4 separate regions of the Zea mays genome follow, and all the other regions are linked to region 2. Evidence: chromatin contacts called from public Hi-C data. All regions are on one chromosome and are shown on one strand. The core of a region is the stretch at or near the end of the contact, and the rest is flanking DNA. Distances in the headings are between cores, read along the strand shown. Region 1 has its middle 88 kb from the start of LOC542093. Region 2 holds the start of LOC100284201. Region 3 has its middle 2.9 kb from the start of TRNAA-UGC. Region 4 holds the start of LOC100284000 (ubiquitin-conjugating enzyme E2 16).

The links. Hi-C and Micro-C count contacts between places; a contact is called where the count stands out from the background.
Region 1: a Hi-C map of leaf shows a contact between it and region 2, with 4 times the contacts expected there. The contact joins the enhancer-like site here to the promoter of LOC100284201 in region 2. A contact is called at or near these places in 2 of 25 Hi-C or Micro-C datasets (endosperm and leaf).
Region 3: a contact with region 2 is called in a Hi-C map of leaf, with 4 times the contacts expected there. The contact joins the enhancer-like site here to the promoter of LOC100284201 in region 2. A contact is called at or near these places in 2 of 25 Hi-C or Micro-C datasets (leaf and tassel).
Region 4: a Hi-C map of endosperm shows a contact between it and region 2, with 4 times the contacts expected there. The contact joins the promoter of LOC100284000 here to the promoter of LOC100284201 in region 2. A contact is called at or near these places in 5 of 25 Hi-C or Micro-C datasets (bundle sheath, ear, endosperm and 2 more).

What each region holds. Positions count from the first base shown.
Region 1 is chr4:150,664,653-150,667,352 of Zm-B73-REFERENCE-NAM-5.0, forward strand. No RefSeq gene overlaps it. Among protein-coding and RNA genes, the nearest start is that of LOC542093, 88 kb to the right of the region's middle. Within about 2 kb of position 1,314, at least 17 of the 20 cell types and tissues checked have an H3K27ac peak or open chromatin away from gene starts, as enhancers often do. A contact at or near this core is called in leaf, where this site is marked.
Region 2 is chr4:150,804,519-150,807,260 of Zm-B73-REFERENCE-NAM-5.0, forward strand. It overlaps LOC100284201, which reads left to right and starts at 1,287. Exons shown (of 1, transcript NM_001279800.2): 1 at 1,287-2,337. The coding sequence starts at 1,444. The coding sequence ends at 2,100.
Region 3 is chr4:151,006,658-151,009,357 of Zm-B73-REFERENCE-NAM-5.0, forward strand. No RefSeq gene overlaps it. Among protein-coding and RNA genes, the nearest start is that of TRNAA-UGC, 2.9 kb to the right of the region's middle. Within about 2 kb of position 1,259, at least 11 of the 20 cell types and tissues checked have an H3K27ac peak or open chromatin away from gene starts, as enhancers often do. A contact at or near this core is called in leaf, where this site is marked.
Region 4 is chr4:150,561,902-150,564,784 of Zm-B73-REFERENCE-NAM-5.0, forward strand. LOC100284000 (ubiquitin-conjugating enzyme E2 16) reads right to left here and starts at 1,533. Exons shown (of 7, transcript NM_001156898.2): 1 at 1,431-1,533; 2 at 1,008-1,067; 3 at 647-717; 4 at 1-51. The coding sequence starts at 652. LOC100192809 reads left to right here and starts at 1,694. Exons shown (of 11, transcript NM_001358576.1): 1 at 1,694-1,922; 2 at 2,038-2,114. The coding sequence starts at 1,882.

The sequences.
Region 1 (2,700 bases), core at 64-2,563, 140 kb before region 2:
AAAATAATCGTGCATCATGTTGGTTTTGTTGTATGTGCATCTAGTAAAAATAAAAACCACGGTAAGGAAATAAATTAATGTCCAAATTGGAGATTTAATATCTATTTGGAATATTTAAGAGTGGGAAAATAACAAAGAAAAGAAGAGAAGGGAGAAAGTTATACTATAAAATATAAAGTAAATTGAAAAATAAATAAATTATGCCCATAATGGCCTGATCAAAGGATACATTCAAAAATGAATACAAGTTCACAATATTATTTAAATTCAAATTTGAATTTTGAATAAGGAGAAAAGAAAAGAAAAATAAAATACAAAAGAAAAAGGGAAAAGGATCCAGTTGGGCCGCCAGATCAATTCGGTCTAGTAAACTATTACCACGCGCGGCCCAGCCACCTGTTCCCTCGAGCCCGCATGCGCCAACCACGCATGTGACTGCCACGTGGGGTCCACTCGTCAGTCCGCACATTATACGTCGCGTTTGGTTTGCGCTCGCTGACCAACTAGGACGCTCAGTCGGGACGTTAGCTGTAGGTGTGAGCCTAAGAGTCTGCCATGTGGGGCCCTTATGTCGGCTACTTCCTCGACCCCCACTCGCGCACGGCCGACGCAGCTACCGTCAGGATTCTCGCGATCAACGCAGACTCTTCTTCCCCCCTTAAGCCGTTATATGGAAGCTGGGTCGTAGTCCTTTCCTTCCTCTTCGTCTTGCGCACGTCAATAGCCGCGCCGCTGTTTTTGCCACCCCTGTGAGAAGAGAAAACGGTGGGAGCAGTGGTTGTTTCGCCGCCGCCGCAGGAGATCCTCCACTCGTCGACGGTAGGGTCTGCGGTGGGGTGGTCTTGCGCTTCTCCTAGCTGGGGAAGGGTGGACGTTGCCGAACCGTTGGGGATTCGTCACCAGGGCCGACCTAATTGCTCGTCGAAGACCGGTCTCACTGTGAACCACAAGATTCCGCGGCCAGGTCCGCCCGTGCGTCTAGCAGTGGTGAGATACCTTTTCCGTGTTTCGGCGTACTCTACTCTACGTTTTGCAGTCATTGGCGTGGGTAATCGGGTCGAGAATGAGGGAGGCGTAATACTCCGGTGAGAGCGCCGCCGTGCGTGGAACGCCGCCGGCCAGTAGTGGGAAAGAAGGTGGGCGAGTTCGTGTGAGCCATTAGATCGTCCAGATGTGACTCGGATTAGGTGTAGGATACCGGTTCGGGAGGAATAAAATTAGGGGCGTTGACGGATGATCGGAGGAACGACGCCGTTCGGATCCGCATAAAAATCTGGACCGTTGGATCGAATCCTAGACACACGATGGCGTACCGTTTCACGGCGGCATTGATCTAATCTAAGGCACACATTTTCGATCCAACAGCCCAAGATTCGCGATACCCCTTCGCTGCGCGCTTTTTTCACATGAGCCCCTGGAAAATTTATGAATCAACCCGCAGTCCATCAGCAGGGAGTTCTGAGTCTTAGGAATTTTTATACGGTAGCCCCTGAACTCTCTGGTTATTATGTACCCAGTCCAGGAAACTAGAAAACCAGGGAAAAGAAATTAGAAAATGATTTTAAATGTCAAAATAATGGTTAGAACTTGTTAAATTCCTAGAAAATTCATATTAGTCCAAATTGATCCATTCCAGTTCCTATAATTTTGTAATAATATGGTTTATCACATAGTATCTCTGTTTTGACATGAAAACTATATTAAAATTAATCTCCTAATTAATCTTGTACCTAGCACATAGAACCTTTGGAAATTCATAACTTAAAATCCATAACTCCAAAATTAATGATTCCTGTTCCTATGATCTTATTTCAATGTGTAGATTATTAATATGTATTTTGTATACATGTTTGGTGTGATGTTAATTTCTTCTTTATACTATGCCTGTTTGTATTGTGGCGAGTAGAAGAGCCAGTGGCTGAGGATCCCGGAGTTCAGCAAGTAGAAGTTGCTGAGCAGGAGCTCATTCAAGGCAAGTTGTGCCCTTGACCACTTTTATTACCCAACAATGTTCTTTATTATCACTTATTCATGCATAGGCTTAATTTTGATGGGACCCAATAGGTCACCCTAGTTTGGTTATCTTGTTACTTTGTTTACCCCTAAACTATTTGGGTAGTTTTGCTATTGCTCTATATGGTTTTGGGTTTAATATTATATTATGTTCATGTGCCAATTATACTGTTATTTTATTTATTGTTCATGACAAGATCATTATTTTAATTGAAACATGGAGCTTACCTTGAGAAACATGTGCCACCACAAGGGTGGAATGGGACGCCCTTGGCTTACTAACTAGGAAATCTAGTGGAGGACTACCTTACCCGATAGAGGCAAGGGCAGTAGGGGAGTAGGCGTGTAGGGAGGTTCCCGGGTTGATTTTGCTGTGATGGCGGTCAGACGGAGGATTCCTGCATTGCTCTTCCTAGAAACTGTAGCGAGTTTTCTGAAGCTAGTGGAACTAGGTAAAGGCCTCGTAGTGTTACCCTACCTCGCTTCCTTGGTAGAGGTGTATGGGATTCATGACCTCTTGGCAGATGGGTAACATGACTTGTGGGTACAGGGTACAACCTCTGCAAAGTGTAAAACTGATATACTAGTCGTGCTCGCGGTCATGAGCATCTCAAGACTCTCGCATGATTAAATTATGGAACTAAATTCAATTTGTCATTTGCATTGTATGGGATTTATTATTAATTT
Region 2 (2,742 bases), core at 37-2,536:
TCCGCCCCTCGTGTCACGCCGATTCTGTTATAATGTAGATATAGAACACGAAATTTAGAGAACGTTAAAGAAAATTTAGAGGACGAAATCTTTTAGAGTGTGTTGTAAAGGAAAGAGAATATTTTTTTAGAGAACGAAATTTAGAAAACGCTACTGAAAATGCGATATGGACGAGAGCGAGTTGTCCATAGTCACCTAGCAGTGTGCCCCACCCATGCATATCCACTGAGTCCGAAAGCCGATGAGCCTTTTTGCGTGAAAACGATCGGTCTTGAGCCCAGTCTCTACTCTTGACTCAGAGGTGTTTGGTTTCACCAAACTAAACTAAAATTTAGTTTCTATCATATCGAATATTTAAATAAGAATTACAAGTGTTAAATATATAAATTAATGACATAGATAAATACTTAGACGTCGAGACGGATTCATTAATTCTAATTAAACATATATTTAATACTCTTAATATATTTAATACTAGTAATTGATTTTCAAACAATCGATATCACATAGACTAAACTTTAGTGGGGATAACCAAACGCTCCATCAATCGCTAGCTAGCCTGGCTAAGCCAGATAGCGCTGGAAAATACAGCGAGGGGATCTCGCCCAGCTCAGGGCCTCTGTGCCCGCACAGTTGATTTGTTTCACCACCCATACAAGATAAGGCTTTGTTATACGAGCCCCTTCCTAGCTAGCCTTGCCACATGCCCCTGCTACTATTTGTAAAAGACCTGCAGATTCCAGCAAAGTGAGAGCCCGCTGGACCCAGATTCCCATGTGCCCTGCTCCCCCCGGCCTCCCCCACGGGTACTGTGCCTACTGCACCTCTGCACCCCGGTCCTCTTCTTCCACCCCCTCTGCCTTTGCACTTCCCTGCGGTGTCATCCATTTCATGCTCACTTCCTCTCGCTCTAGCTTACACCTTGTTTACATCATCTAGAGATTAGCGCTATTCGTTCTTGGTTCAACTAAAATTTAGGTGACAAAAAAAAAACGTATTCATGGAAGAGAGACTTTGAAATTTGAGATCCAATTTATAAGCCCGACTCACAAGTGAACTCACACGTCATTGTGTGTGACAGGGGTGTCAAATCTTGAAAGGATTGCGAACTGAATGTGCGTGTTCTGTTGTAGCCAACGAAACTGAAATGCTACATGGTTGGTCAGATAGGCATCGTTTACCGGAGTTTTCGTGTGTTTCAGCTGAACGAATGCGTAGGCAGTGAAATGGCACTAGAGTGGTAAAACACGCGGAATAAAAAAAACTTTATGTGACTAGTCTACCTCAATCCATTATAAATCTACCTGGGGCTGGGGTGTCCCTCTCCCCCGTCACCTCAAAAACCTCTCCAACCCCACCGGTCCACCACCGCCAGCCACCTCTCCCTCGCTCTCACTCAGGTCCCCCGCAACACGACGAGAGGCAGCAGGACCGGAAGGCGCCATGGCCACCACCCGCGACGTCTCCGCCGCCTCCGCGGCCGCCATGTTCCACGTGTACCAGCCCATGCCGATGCCATCCACGGCGGCGGCCCCCGCGAAGGCGGGCAAGAAGGAGGGCGGCAAGGACCGGCACAGCAAGGTGAACGGGCGCGGGCGGCGCGTGCGGATGCCGATCGTGTGCGCGGCGCGCGTGTTCCAGCTGACCCGCGAGCTGGGGCTCAAGTCGGACGGGCAGACCATCGAGTGGCTGCTCCGCCAGGCCGAGCCCTCCATCGTGGCCGCCACGGGCTCCGGCACCACCCCGGCCGTCTTCGTCTCCTCCTCCGCGCCGTCCACGTCCTCCTCCTCCCACTCCCACTACCAGCAGCAGCAGCAGCAGCAGCAGGCCACCGTCGTCGTCCTGGGCAAGCGCCCGCGCGAGGAGGGCGGCGACGCCGCGGCGGCGTCCGTGCCGGCGTTCTGGGCGGCGGCGCCGCGGACGACGGCAGCAGCGGACGCCAGCTGGGGCTTCTCGCCGCTGGAGGCCCAGCAGGCGGCGGCGGGGTACGTGCCCATGGCACAGGCGCAGCAGCAGCAGCACCACCACCACCACCTCAACCTGCTCGCCGCGCTCTCCGGTGCCGCGAGGCGCGCCGAGGCGGCGGAGGAGACCCGATGACTGCTAGCCTAGTAGCTACATGCATCCGCCACTCGCGCGCATGCATTGGTCCTTTGTTGTCCGTGTGCTCGCTCTTGGCAGCGTAAACGTTCTTGATTTTTGTTTGTGTGTGTGCCCTTGTGATCTTGGCTCGTTAGCTAGAGTAATCCAGACTTGTTTTGACACACGGGTGATGATAATGCATGCGCAAGGATCGATCCATGGCATCTGAGAAATTAACGTTCAGATGTGCAATCACCATCCAGGCTATTGCTAGCTAGCTGTAGCTGCGGATGAAGCAGATTACAGCAATGATAACCGGCCTGCGCGCGGCGAGGGGGCGAGGAAAAGGAGGAATCAAAGAATTCCCTTTCGCCAGTCGGTCGCTTTTCCTCTCGTCAAAAAGGCTGCGGCGCCTGCGCCTGCGCCTGCGCGCGCGCGAGGCACAGCCGCGCTCTGAAAGGTGGAGGCCGTTGCGTGCCTGTGCGCTGCTGCTTGGTTTCCCCGAACCGGTTCGTGTCAAAGCTCAAAGCTGGACGCAACTCTTCTTCGGCTCCAAACTGTAAAGATGCCCTGCCCTGCCCTTGTCGAGCCACCATGCCACGCACCTCAGATGTGAGATGCCTTATCCTCTGGTCTGGTCTGGTACACTGCTGGTTGACC
Region 3 (2,700 bases), core at 9-2,508, 200 kb after region 2:
ACTGCGGTTGTATTAACGGAACCGTCAATGAAAATTGATTTCAACTAGCGGTTCTTAGTTACTCGCCTATGAAAAAAATATTTTTACTGATCCGTAAATGGTTCGAAATAACATCAATATTAGGCCTTGTTCGGTTACATGGGATATAATCCCACCATGGATTTAATCCGGGTATGGATTGGGTGAATCCATATCTCACACCCAATCCCATGTTGGGATTAAATCCATCAACAAATCCATATGACTTTCAAAGCTAGTTATTCTTTTGATCCATGGATTCTAATGTAAACTTGTGCAATATCTCATGGATTTGTTCCATACCTAATGGGCTATGGATAGAATCCATGTCTTCCATAGTTTAAAAAATTCTCAAACCTTTGGGTTATATTCCATGATGGGTTTAACCGAATAAAAAAAATTAAGTAGTCTTGGATTATTTTGGGGCATGGATTGAGGCATGGATTTAATTCCAATCCATGCTAATCCAGAGCGGGATTGGTGTAAACGAACAAAGCCTTAATAGGTTTTCAACCACCACTACTGAACTTGTTTGTACTAGTGAAACCACGTACAACGGACTCGCTTTCTTGATCTCCTATCTATCCCAAAATCCCGCTCGTCATTTCCTCGACATCTTTGCCGAGGGCTTCCTACTGCCTATCTCTTCCCTCGCGCCCAACTATGTGTCTTTCCTCTCCCGTGCACTTGCATGTGATTTTTCTCTCCAGAAAAGGTAACAAATAGCTAGTCCCTTGGTTAACCCCAGCCAAAAAAAAGTTTTCTATTTTAAAAACCCCACTACAAAACTCTATATGTACCTAGGATTTTATATAAACTATTGTGGTTGCTCTAAATTACATACAAGATATGCTGTTGGAGGCTAAAAGGATACATACATTGATTTTTTATGTAAATGAATATTCAAATAATAATTTAAAGACTGGGTTCAGGAAAGATGCTCTAATGAGTACTGACTGGACAATTCCACGCCACAAACACACATACACAAAAAAAAAGATCGTGGTGAACCAACAAAAAAAAGGAAACAGAATCGCAAAGAACCATTGGAGAAACGTCAATAAAATTGACAAAAGTCTGCAGCAATCATTGGTGAGTTCCAGCAACCCCCAACCCCCAATTCAATAAACTAACCGGCCGCCGGCTGGACTGGCCCCGGCTAGATCTGCACCGAATCCAAATCTGGGCTCCCCGGGGGGTTGTCGCTGTAAAGAAAGCACAGGCACGGTGACACCTCCTCGACGAGGCGGTGGAGCCTACGGCGGGGCCAGAGGCACCACCGCGAGTTCGGCCGCCGGGTCCTATCCTAGCTCCTCCCGTCCGGGCCAGAGGCACCACCGCGAGTTCGGTCCGCTGAAAAAAAAACAGGGCCATGGCTTGCTGCTGCTGGAGTGCTGACTGCTGAGGGCATGGGCATGGGCATGGGCATGCATGCATTTGGTCGCTCGGTGGTGCGGTTGCAAGCTGTTTTTTTTTTCCTTTGGGGGTCGCTGTTACTTTCAAATAATTTTTTTCTTTTCTTTTCTTGTTATTTTCTCTCTCTCTTTATACTAGTGGTGTGTTTCTTTTTTAGCTCAATGAATGCATCTACAGCACCAATTATTTCTCTGGAAGCCTCAGCTTTCAGACTGTCTTCAGCGGTTACTCCTAAATTTCTCCTCCTATATCCCACTCACGTGCCATGTCAGCGTTCTGTTCCCCCCTATATCTTTACCCTGTATAGCGGTTCCCCCTAAATCCTTCCCCTATACCCCCACTATAATCATAAAATACCATTTTCCATACATATTCACCATCTATTATCAATTTTTTCTCAACTAATAAATACTGCTGTACACACAAACCGAGGCAAGGGGAGTCCTTGGGGTACCCCTTGATGTAGCATGCTCATCCACCCGCCGCTAGTACTGTAGCACCGGTAGGGGCAACCGTTGTAGCGTTTAGGGGTGGCCTGTAGCCGTCACGGAGAGAGGAGGAGGACGCTAGCATCCACCGTTGAAGATAGTCTCAGGCAAGAACTACACTTAAAAGAACTTTTGCGTCTTCGGCCCATGGGCCATGGGATCCCCCCGCTAGGAACACTGGCCGTTCTCTTCCTAGCTCACCGGGCCCCGCGCGCCCCACTGTTCTTTCCCTTAACGAGGAGGTGCAAGCTAGTAAGCGAGAGGCCATAGTAGAAAGAACAGAGCCGAGGACGATGGCTCATCGGGCAGCTAGCTCTAGTCCTCCTCTCCTGCTGCTTCTCCTAGTGCTCGTGCTAGTGCTAGTGGTCGCCCTACTTGCCTTCCTCCTTTCCGCTGATCCGGACGTCGATCCGTCCGACGGCAAAAGGCGGCCGTGCCTGCTGTAAAGGCTCCCAAGCCCAAAGCATGCGGGCTAGAATACGCGCGGTCGGCGAATGGTGCGCGGGCGGGCTAGCTCGATCTCGGCTCATTCGCTGGCTCGTTCGTGCGCGGGGGCTCCACCTCTCCCCATGGGCCCCATCCAATTCCGCTCCACGGCCCGTAATGCGCTAGATTAAACACAGGCTATTACTAGTATCTTTTCTGCTTGGTTTGTGTGCGTTCCAGTCGAACGCGCATGATGGCATGCAATGCATGAAAGGCTTTGTAACGTACTCGCTAGCAGCGATCCGACGTGCCGACAGGGTTACATATACAATTGGATCTGAGGATTACATTG
Region 4 (2,883 bases), core at 283-2,782, 240 kb before region 2:
CTTCTCTCGCTGTACCTCCTTGTACTCCTTGAAAAGCCTTGCCCTAGATGCCTAGAGATAAAAGGTATTGCCAAAAAGGTTCAGGTTTCATGTTAAGAAAGAACCTTGTGACACAAAATATCTGATGGGTGTGGTGCATGATTTGATGTAGCATGTAGAATTTTCCTTGTTGACTACAACACCATACTCAATAAACTAACGTCTCGTTTGGATCCTTGGAATTGAATTCTATTCTAATAATAGAAATTTAGGCAAAGATCAACTAAGCTAATATAGTTTTTGTCGAAATATATTTGTATATTATTATTAGCAATATGTGGGAGATAAAATCATTTCCCATATTCTACCCCATGAACTTAAGATAGACTTATATTTGAGCTTCAGAAAGTGGTGGAATGTCAAATTCCAAGCCAAATAATCTACTTTATTAAGTAAATTCCAATTTCTCCAAAATGAATAGATCCAAACGGCCCTAAGAGGAAAAAGATGACATCGCTCCCTATGAAATACAAACCGTTGGCTATATGATCTTAAATAGTGGCATAACTGATGCATGAAGTAGCATAAGGAAACATGATCATTCAAAATTTAGGGGAGGACTGACATATATGCAATCAACGTGCTAATGAAGCAATTGCGAACTCACCTGCATCTTCTTGGTTCTCTACTAAAGAGTTATGACCCCAGGTCTGATTTAGGCAAAGGCATTACTGAATGCTGGCAAAATAAAAAACAATACTAAGTTAGAAAGATTCAGTAATATAGACAAAATGAATTACAGTGAGCTTTTCACGGACAACAAAATACCAAACCAAGATAAACATCATGGAACTAGATTCAGATAGTTATTGGCAATAATAATACAAAAAATTCATGAACTAACCACTCAGCAACAAGTTCTCATAAAATGGGAAAAAGACTGGCACAACAAAAGAATGGTCCCCTGACAACATAGTCAAACACATAGAATGTTTATTGATCATAAATATTTTCTCCTACCATCATACCTAGTGAAGGTAGATTAAATGTGTTCTCCTAACTGTAGAGCCAGTATCGTACAAACTCATCTGCAATGTATGAATCACACTTTCAAGATATTAATTAAATCATGCCAAGGTGAAGCATCCACAACAGTGTGTACTAATGAAGAAACCAAGCCAATCTACCCCAGCTCCTCTTCAACTTAAACGCCGGTGCCACCGATCTGGGTATTTGCCTGCCCAATCATCAGATCGACCATCGTTCGGCGGGCAGCAGCGGACTCAGGATGCCAGCCAAATACCAAAAAAACGCGCACCGGAAACCAGTCAGGAACTTCAATTCCCCTAACCCGACGACATGAGCCGCTACTTCCCTCAACGCCCTTAAATATTATCTCAACCATAACCGTATACGTATTGAAGTAAAGATACGGATGAAATAGAGCGTACCAAACGAATCTTGGGCTTATGGTGCCGGCTGGTCCATTCCGGCGTGGGAAACACCCGTCGGGAAATGTTTCTACGGAGAGAAGGGAGGACCGGAGGAGCTTCTGCTGTGACGGTGGGCAGTGGCCGTCGGAGAAGGGAGTTGGGGGAACCGTGCAAGGCGGAAGAGGCGGCGGTGGGTCAGGCCCAGCCCAGGTGCAACCTATATTTGGTCACCAACTCAGATAGCCAGCCCAAGTACAACTTGGACTCCAGCCCAAAACGTTTCTTCTTGAGAAACACTCCGCTCTCTCTTTCCTCCTGCGATTCTCCATCTCTTTCCCTGCTCCGTCTCGTCGTTGTCTTCCCCTTTTTTTCCTCAGCCACCTCTCTCCCTCGCTAGAGCAAAAACCTTGCCACGAATCGCCGACACTCCAACCCGGAAGAGGCAACGAGGTGACTCCGCGCCTCGGTCATGGGTGACAGCCAATACTCCTTCTCGCTTACCACTTTCAGGTTCGTGCTCCCCTCGCTACATCGCTCGCTTACTCGTCTCCCCCATCGAGATCGGTGGGATTTTTGCGTCGTTACGGTGGTTTGATGTGAATTTTTTTGGTTGATTTCTCTGCAGCCCGTCGGGAAAGCTTGTGCAGATAGAGCACGCGCTCACGGCTGTCGGATCCGGGCAGACCTCCCTAGGGATCAAAGGTTCGATCTGTGCAGTATTCCGCTCTCGCTCCTCTGATTTCTTATGTTAGTATTTTTCTGTTGCTAGGTAGCAGAGATATGAAACAGCATTATGACGTCTTAGCACGTGCATTACATTAGGTCATTGCGGAGGGTTTAGAATTAGATCCTCTGGAAGTGTATTATTTTGGGTTTGTCTTCTTATGTTTGTGTCTTTGCATCGATTAGGGCTTCCATCCTTTCTCGTTAGCATTGCAGTGTTAATTGAAGATAACTAAAATGTAAATTCAACTGTGTATATAGTTGTGATTTTCTTATCACCTGGATAGCTACAAACATTTGCGGCTGTTTTCAATTTGTATGAATTATTGCTTGCAGCATTGGGCATTGCATGATTCATAAGTTCAGGTTGGGATGTGCACGCACACACAAAAAGATCTCTGACTAAATTACTAGTCCCTAAGTCCCTCCATTCCAAACTATAAGACATTTTGGCTGTTCTAGATACATCACCTTTGCTATGCACTTAAATATGGCTAGGTATATAGTTGAAACAATGTATTTAGAAAAATCAAAATGTCTTACAATTTGAAATATGGAGTACCAATTTAGTCACGATTAAATTATTTCTCTAATCTAATATGAATTGTCAAGTTATTTGAGATTGGACTTGTAAATTCCATGATGACTATTCGTGCTAATACATTTGACATCTTTTCCTATTTTTTACTGCATGTGCATGCTTACATTGCCCAAATTTTCTTTCTTCTTAATGCTAATCCATGCTGTA